2 separate regions of the Rattus norvegicus genome follow, and region 2 is linked to region 1. Evidence: chromatin contacts called from public Hi-C data. All regions are on one chromosome and are shown on one strand. Each heading gives the region's core, a stretch centred on a gene start, on an enhancer-like site or on the middle of the called end of the contact. The rest is flanking DNA. Distances are from core to core; before and after follow the strand shown. Region 1 overlaps Vps37c (VPS37C subunit of ESCRT-I). Region 2 holds the start of Cd6 (Cd6 molecule).

Region 1 (3,910 bases), core at 791-3,290:
CACTAATCACACTAGGAACCCAGAAACAGTGTCTACCATGTGCCTGCTCATACCTAATGGGGTGAAGGGGCCCCGTGAAAGGGAATTAAAGGGTTGCTACCAGAAAGAAGCAAGATACAAGGCAGCCACTGCCTACCATAGGTATCTTCCTTGTAAAGCTCTTTATGTCTACCAGCGGTTTCAAAGCTTCCAAAGTCTATTTAACAGAAAAATACACCAAAAACTTTAGCAGAAAAGGAATCATTAGAAAACTCTTACTGTTCTCTTGCTCTTGTTTCTCACTTCCCTGCCTTTCCCCTCTTCCCTGTCCCTTCTCTCACCCACCCACCCCTTCCTTCCTCGTGTTCATGGACGGCCTTTCCTCTCCTCTACTCTTCTTCTCTCATTAAACCTCTCCATGTGGAGGGGAGGGGAGAGAAAACTGTGGGGCTGGAGAGATGATTCAGTCAGCAAAATGCTTGTATTGCAATCATGAGGACCCGAGTTCAGATCCCCAGCGCCCACATAAAAGCTGGGCATAGCAGAAAGTACCAAAACTCCCAGCACTGAGGGGGGGAAGCAGGCAGAGGGCTGGAGCTCCCCGGTCAGCTGGCCTACCTCAACCAGTAAGCTCAGGTTCAGTGAGAGACCCTACCTGTCTAGGTGGAAGACTGAGGAAGACCTCCATACAGAATACACACAAAACTCTCAAGCTATGTGGGCCTGGGAGATATGTCCCAACAAGACCTGCCAGGTCACATAGTCCAGGAAGAACAACTTAATTCCTTGACAGCTCTTTTCAAGTTCTAGACTCAGATGCAGAATCAGGCCCCCAGCCAGCACTTGTCCCCTGGGAAGTTCATGACACACATCCCCCTCACCCACCAAGGTTGCTCTGTTGTGACCTGGGCTTGGGGTCTCCATTTTACAGGACTGGAACAGAGCAGGAACCACTCTCGGTGCCCTACCTTCCTGCCCACTTTCCTCTGAAGGCATCTGTATACTCATAATTCTAGAACCTCTTCCTCCTCTCAGAGGTCAAAGAAACTGAAAGTGTAACAGGAAGCTTCCTTGGATCATTAGGCAGCAATCCCTGCCTCAGAGGTAGAGGACACTTCAGGCCCTCCCCAGCTGGTCTCTAGGCTAGATCTCTTCCGCCCTTTCTGTACCCAGGACCTGTCACGGTTGAGGTGCAGCAAGAGGCCTACATGATCTGGTAACTATTTCCAAGGAGCTAGAAAGAACCCATGACAGTGTGTGCTAGCAATGCAGCCGGAAGGAAGGGAAGAAAGGCAGACGGAGCCTCGTGCAGACCGCGTGGCTCTCCAAGTCTTTTCTGAGAAAAGTTGGCCCTATGCCCCCTGCCCCCACCCTGGTATAACCCGAACGGCTGTGGTGAGGTCTGCAATGTGTTCTGACTGATGTCTCGTGTGCCCAGCCCTGGACGCCTGCCAGGCAGCTCAAGCACAGCAGGGAGTGACAGGCAATGAACTTGAACTGAAGTTGGTGACTCTTGTGTCACTCTCTCGAGACTTCTAAGTACCACAGTGCATACATGGTACAGGAACCCTGCAGCCCTGGGATTGCAGATCAAAACCTAACTCCTATCTCCATTTGTACCTTGGTCACTGCTCCACTTAAACAGGTTTACCTCCTGTTTAAGCCCGGGGCAAGGAGGGCTAGGGTGGCTATGGAGAGGACACTAGGCGACACATGCCGTAATTCTGGTGATTCTTAGCATCTCTGGGCATCTATCAGACAATCTACCTCTATCACCTTGCCGGGAAGAAAGGGCAGAGAGATGACTAGAGACTGCCAGTCTCCCACATCCGTGGAGGCTTCAGGACAGCCATCCTGCAACAGTGCTTAAAGGAATGCTGTGAACAGAGCCAACCCCACAAGGTACCAGAGACAGAAACATGCACGCGCGCACACCCAGTCACACGCCGATTCCCATCCTCTCTCTCTCCTGGTTTAGAAAATGAACAGATCACAACCATGCTCACCAGGTGACAGGGCACTTACCTCCCAACCTGGACTGAGGCACTGGTGCCCTCTGGTGGGACAGCGTGGCTACGCATGAAGCCTAGAACAAAGCAAGCATTGTAGGCTCCAAGAAACAGCCAAGGAAAACCACAGAAAAGAAGGTAGGAAGAGCCAACCCCTAGGAAGAAGTGGCGTGGGAGTGGGGGACTCAAGAGGTGGCCACAGATGGAAGGTAGACTAAGGCTGCAGAAGCCACCACCCCACAAGTACATCAGAGACACCACACACCACGGAACTCATCGACGTTTATTATGGCAATTGCACAAACAGACGGGCAGTCATTATCCAGTTCAGCAGCAGTCTACCACAGACTCCATTAGTGATTCCACGTTATAAATAACTTAGGAGAAGCAAGCCGAGTTGGTACTGCACCCCTGGTCTGTGGGCGGAGTGGCACCAGAAGATGGGGTTCCTCCTTGACCCCCAGCACCTTGGTCCACCAGAGGCTGGGTACCCAGGCAGGGGATGTTTCAAGGCACATACAGTTTCCTAACCCGTAGCAGCTCCAGGGTCCACCCTGAGACCTGGTTCACATCTGGACCAGCCATACAGATGCATCATCTGCTGCAACCCCTTCAGTATATGGTGTAGTCACTTTCATTACTAAGCAGGCTTCGGCCCCATCCAGGGCTGGGGCTGCGCTCACAGTCCTACCCTTTAGTCTGGAAACAGAGTGTAGAGAAAGCAGCCCCAGTGTAGTGATGATGTCTGGGAAGCACCATGGGGATGTTCTGAAAGGGTAGGTCTGGTGTCTGTTCTGCAGGGACACTGGGAGAAGGAAGGAAATACACAAGGTAAAGGGGCAGCTAGCAAATAAGAGTCAAGGCACTAAAGGAGTGGAGGGGTGGGTGAACCTCAGAAAAAGCCAGCCAGAAGTGGAGGGGCCCAGGAGTGGAAAATGGCTGGGAGGTAACCCTGGTCCCCCACTCCAGCCAAGGGCTCCAGGGTGACCCCAGGACATCTAACCATACAGTTTGAGGCCTGGGTCTCCCTCGGCATCCCAACTCTCTCACGATACCACTGCTGCTGTGGTCCTTGTCAGCACATAGAATACACTTGCCTGACATTGGCACAGCAACTAAAATAAGGCTCTCAGGGCACGAAGTCCCCGTTTTTCCTAGGACCCAACTGTGGTAAATAAGACAGACTGTCCTTAAATGGACAGTCAGAGCTCTGACCTCACTTGGCATGTGATTCCACATCAAACATGCCAAGTTCCAAGGGACAGCCCGGATGAGCAGGGTCTGAGACCCAGGGCCACCCTGCCATCAAGATCATTCTACATTGGTTCAGCTGTCAGGGATCAAGCGCAGGTAGCTGTGCAAAGACATGAACACACCCGTTCACACAGACACCAGAGAGCCCTGGGCTCCCCCCCACCAGGCCACTCAGGATGTGCTGAGCTGGTCCCTGGCAGAAGGAGCTCCCAGAAGGATTCATGCTGTACTGTTCAGGGCCTTTCAGGAGGCCTATGTGCTTCCAACTATAGGCTCAAGGCTCCTGTGTGTCCAAACATTTCAGAGCATGTCACCTCCAGGTCCAGTGTTAACCTCAAATCTCAGCAAATGGAGGCCAAAGGCTGTGGTGTAGAAGGAAGAAGATGGACATGGACCAGACTAATACCTAGGCCAGGCAGATCCTGGAGGGTGAAAGCCATAGGGGGGTGTTACCCCAGAAGGGTATGGAGGTTGAGGGGGCACTGGCGGCGGGGGCTGTCCTGGGAAGCCAGGGAGCTGAGGCTGTGTTGGGTAGGGAGGTTTGCTTCCTGATGGGAAGTAAGGGGACTGTTGAGGATAACCAGGACCAGGAGTTTGGCCCCCCACTAAGGGGTATCCTGGACCAGAGGTGCTAGTCGGAGCCACAGGATAGCCAGGCCGGGGCGGGC
Region 2 (3,910 bases), core at 676-3,175, 120 kb before region 1:
TTCCAGAAGTTAAGTTTTCTCCTTCTACCATGTGGTGCGGGTCCGTGGGTCCAGGGATGGAACTCAGTCCATCAGGCTTGGCAGCAAGCGCCTTTACCCACCGAGCCATCTCACTCTTGTAAGTTCTATGCCTCTTGAAAGCGGGGAAGTTGTTCCATCTCTTTTCTTCCGGTGGAGTGACTCCAAGATTGCACACTTCCAAGCCTCCGGCGATGAGTGGAGTGGACTCTGGAAGCCAGACAATACTGCATATGCCCCGGGCCCCTTTGTTCTGCCAGACACTCTTCACTAGAGGGCGCCCTCAGCCGGTGCCAGAACTCATTCCTGCCCCTCGCTCCCTCTGAGCTGGGCGGGGTCTCACTGTGGGCGGGGCCTGATTCACTATGGCTTCCCAACTTGCCACATCAAATATCCCCTCAGCTGGTGGAACCCTCCTACCAGTGGCAGAAATCCTCTCCATTACAATGAAAACAAGCTAGAATGAAGGAAGTTGAGAACCAGAAAATGTCGTGTCTAGGAGGCACGCCTGGAATGGGGAACCAGTCTCTTCCTAGACTCTATATATAGAGTTCTGCTTAGAGAGCCAAATTATCCATTCCCGCATTCTCTCAACAAAACTTGTCTAACACCTACTATGTGCTCCAAGGGGAGCTCATTGGTGAGCTAACTGCACACAGTCTACTTCCTAGCACTACCCAGCACTTCCAGGTAGCCTGGCCCTTCCCACTCCAGCCCTTTCCTCCCTGAATCTTTTCCTCCTCCAGCAGCCTCCCTGCGAGGCCATCTGCTGAGAACCTGCCTGCCCTCCTGCCCAGTCCTTATAACATAAACAGCCAACAGTCCTCAACGGTGGGATCCAGATTCTTTGGCACCTCTGGGCAACTTCCACCTGGGTTTGGGGCACATGGAGGTGGGGGAGTCCTGCTCTTAGATCCCCTGTTCTCTAGGGTTTCTTTTGGAAAAGCTTAGACCCTTTCTATGTCTCCCCAGGACTGGGGAAATGGCTCAGTAGTTTGCCACAGAAGCATGAAAAGCAGAGCTCAGACTTTCAGAACCTTTATTAAAGCCTGGCAGGTATGGCAGCCTCCTGTAATCCTAGCACCTGGGAGGCAGAGATGGGGCCCAGGGTAAGCTAAACTAGTAGAATTGGGAGCTCTTGATTCAGTGAGAGACCCAACCTCAATAAATAAACAGAGAACAGTTGAACTAAAGACCACTCCTGACATCAGCTTCAAGCGTGTGCGCACGCGCAAACACACACACACACAACATACACATACATACATACCACACACATGCATACAGGCACCACACACATACCATACACACCTGTGCATCCTTTCTCACACACAAACATGCACACACGCTCATGAACACATGCACACACACTGCACACATGGCATACCCCTCAACACACACAAGCAAAGGAAAGTCCATCAAGACCCTATCCTCCTGCCTCTTAGTCTCCACATTCCCAAAGAGAACACAAACCTTGGAACCGAATCCCATGAGAGCTGGATTCTGTGGGAGGGGCAGCAGGGAAGCATTAATTCACTCTTCTAGCACCAGACACTAGAGCATCTCTGGGAGTGAACTGTCTCTTTGTCTCAAAGAAAGAAGGCACAGCCTCTTTGTCTTTTTTGGAAGACCCCCAGGGATGTGCTCATTGGACATGGGCCTCTGTGAGTCTCAGGGTTCACTTTGGTTGGTGGGCTTATGAAAGACAGCTTGGGCTCCCCCGCTCAACACCCCTGTAACAGCACCCCTGTAACAACAGCCCGGCTTCCTGGAGACCAAAACCACAAGCAGAAGGTAGAGGCGTGAGATACTCACAGGCTGGGCCTGTGTGTAGGAGAGAGAGTGTGTAGCACAGAGGGCGCTGAGAACAAGAACACAAAGGGCAGCACGGTGAGACAAGCCGTCGGTGGCACAACTGCCTCACCGAATCAGGATGGCACTTCCTACAGGCAGGCGTGGGTAGCAGTTGGAGCCGGCAACAGACATGTGGCTCTTCCTTGGGATCGCTGGATTGCTGACAGCAGTTCTCTCAGGTAGATCTCTTCTGTCACCTCTTACAGCTTGTGCTAGAGGACCCGGGTCCTGTCTGCTTGGCCTCTTGCTAGTTGTTCCCTCGTGGCCACTTTTGTAGAGTCTTTTAACTAAGACCATCCTGGTGTGACAACAGCTGGGGGCTTGAGATGACACAGGGACCCCTTAAAGGGTTGGATGATGCTCTCGTCTTTAAAAGGCCTCGTGGGAGTGAGATGAATGAGCTTTGTGCCTGACTTGGGTCCTAGGTCTGAGGAGGGAAGAACCCTACTCACCTTTGGGCTGAGGAAGCACCCTACTCCCACCCTGTCACAGGAAGGGAGGAACCACTCCTCCGAGAAGGTGGACCAGCCAGCAACAGTATTTTCCATGTTAAGCCCCAGAGTGGAGTTCACCAGGAGCAGAGACATAATTCAGGGAGACCCAGGGAACCTCTAGACCATCCTTCATAGTGACTTTGGGGTCAACCTTTTGGACTAATTTGAGACACAAATTATCGAGAAAGCTCTTGAGCTCCTGAGCTGCCTCCAAGTGCTGAAGTAGTCTTGAAGCCTGAACTGGGGTTCTGGAGCAAATGCCCAAAGTCACCAGACACTCGTGAGGTGCCATAGAGTGCTGAGGGCCAAGCTAGCAGAAACAGGCAATAGCAGAAACTCAGGGATCCCTGTACATGGTGGGCTTTCACATTTCGGGGTAGGAAGATGGTAGAGAAACAGACTTATGGTCTAATGAGTTAGGTCTGCCCTACAGAAGGGAAGCCCAGGCAGACGGACAGGGATATAAGCTCGTCAGAGGTTATGAGCACTAGGGGACTTCTAAAGGAGTGCCTTCTTTCTGTCTGGATCCTCGGGCATATCATCCAAGTCCCCTGGCATGTGTTTTGCACAGTAGAGGCCTGGGCTTTTGCTGTCCTTTTTTTTTTTTTTTTTCCGGAGCTGGGGACCAAACCCAGGGCCTTGCGCTTCCTAGGTAAGCGCTCTACCACTGAGCTAAATCCCCAGCCCCTTGCTGTCCTTTCTTGACCAGCTGTCTCCAAAGCAGCTCTCAGAGCTCAGCATTCTTCTACCCAGGCCGACTGCAAGACCTCCTGCATGTCCATCAGTGTCACTGCCCCCCCCCCACCTTTCCTAAGAGGCCCAGAGCAGGCTCAGAATTAATACCTATAAGGAAAAGACTGCTGACTGCTAAGACTGGAGTCTCAAATAAGCCAGCTCCTTCTCTTTCTGCTGCCTCCCAGTAGGGATGAGGGCTGGGGATGAGCGGAATACCGAGCCCTTTGTGCTGAAGCTGATAGGTCCTTCTGGGTCCTTCCTTGGTCTGAGATGATGGTTCCAGGGTGATGTCTATGGGAAGGCAAGAACTCAGCAGCAGGCGGGCTCCAGAGTCTACCCTTTGGTATGGTTTGCACCTGGCCCCATGCACAATATCAGTACCCTCAGCTCCTTCCTGTCCCTTTGTTGATGTCAGTTGACCTGCTTTTAGTTACTGATAGGAGTTTAGTTTTGAAAGAAAACTTGGTTATGTTGTAAGTGGAAAAGCCTTATCATTCGCCAGAAATTAAAGGGGTAAGGAAAGCATGAAAATAAATGGTGGCAAAACCAAATCGGAGGCAATTGACATGGTGCTACCAAGGCCCTGAGGCCTGCACCATTCCTCTCTCCCAGTCAGAGGGGTAATGAGGGAGGGGGTAAGGACATCCTGGTTCTGAATCGTTATTTTCTTCAGAATTTGTCGGTCACTCCGAGCAGGGAACAGGCCCCTTGTTGGTCAATACTCTCTGATCGGTGACTGATGGTCTATGTCCCATGGAGGGATGTCTCGAAAGGGCAAGTTTTGGAGGCGTGAGAAAACTGCACCCTAA

Evidence for each region. A called contact is a pair of places that touch in the nucleus more often than the background predicts.
Region 2: a Hi-C map of kidney shows a contact between it and region 1, with 3 times the contacts expected there. The contact joins the promoter of Cd6 here to the enhancer-like site in region 1. A contact is called at or near these places in 10 of 12 Hi-C or Micro-C datasets (the A7r5 cell line, Schwann cells, frontal cortex and 5 more).

What each region holds. Positions count from the first base shown.
Region 1 is chr1:216,785,546-216,789,455 of GRCr8, reverse strand. Vps37c (VPS37C subunit of ESCRT-I) reads right to left here. Exons shown (of 5, transcript NM_001396993.1): 5 at 2,258-3,910. The coding sequence ends at 3,642. Among named protein-coding and RNA genes, the nearest start is that of Cd5, 24 kb to the left of the region's middle. Within about 2 kb of position 2,040, at least 20 of the 93 cell types and tissues checked have an H3K27ac peak or open chromatin away from gene starts, as enhancers often do. A contact at or near this core is called in kidney, where this site is marked.
Region 2 is chr1:216,904,539-216,908,448 of GRCr8, reverse strand. Cd6 (Cd6 molecule) reads left to right here and starts at 1,925. Exons shown (of 13, transcript NM_175577.3): 1 at 1,925-2,051. The coding sequence starts at 2,003. It also overlaps a transcript of Slc15a3 not described here.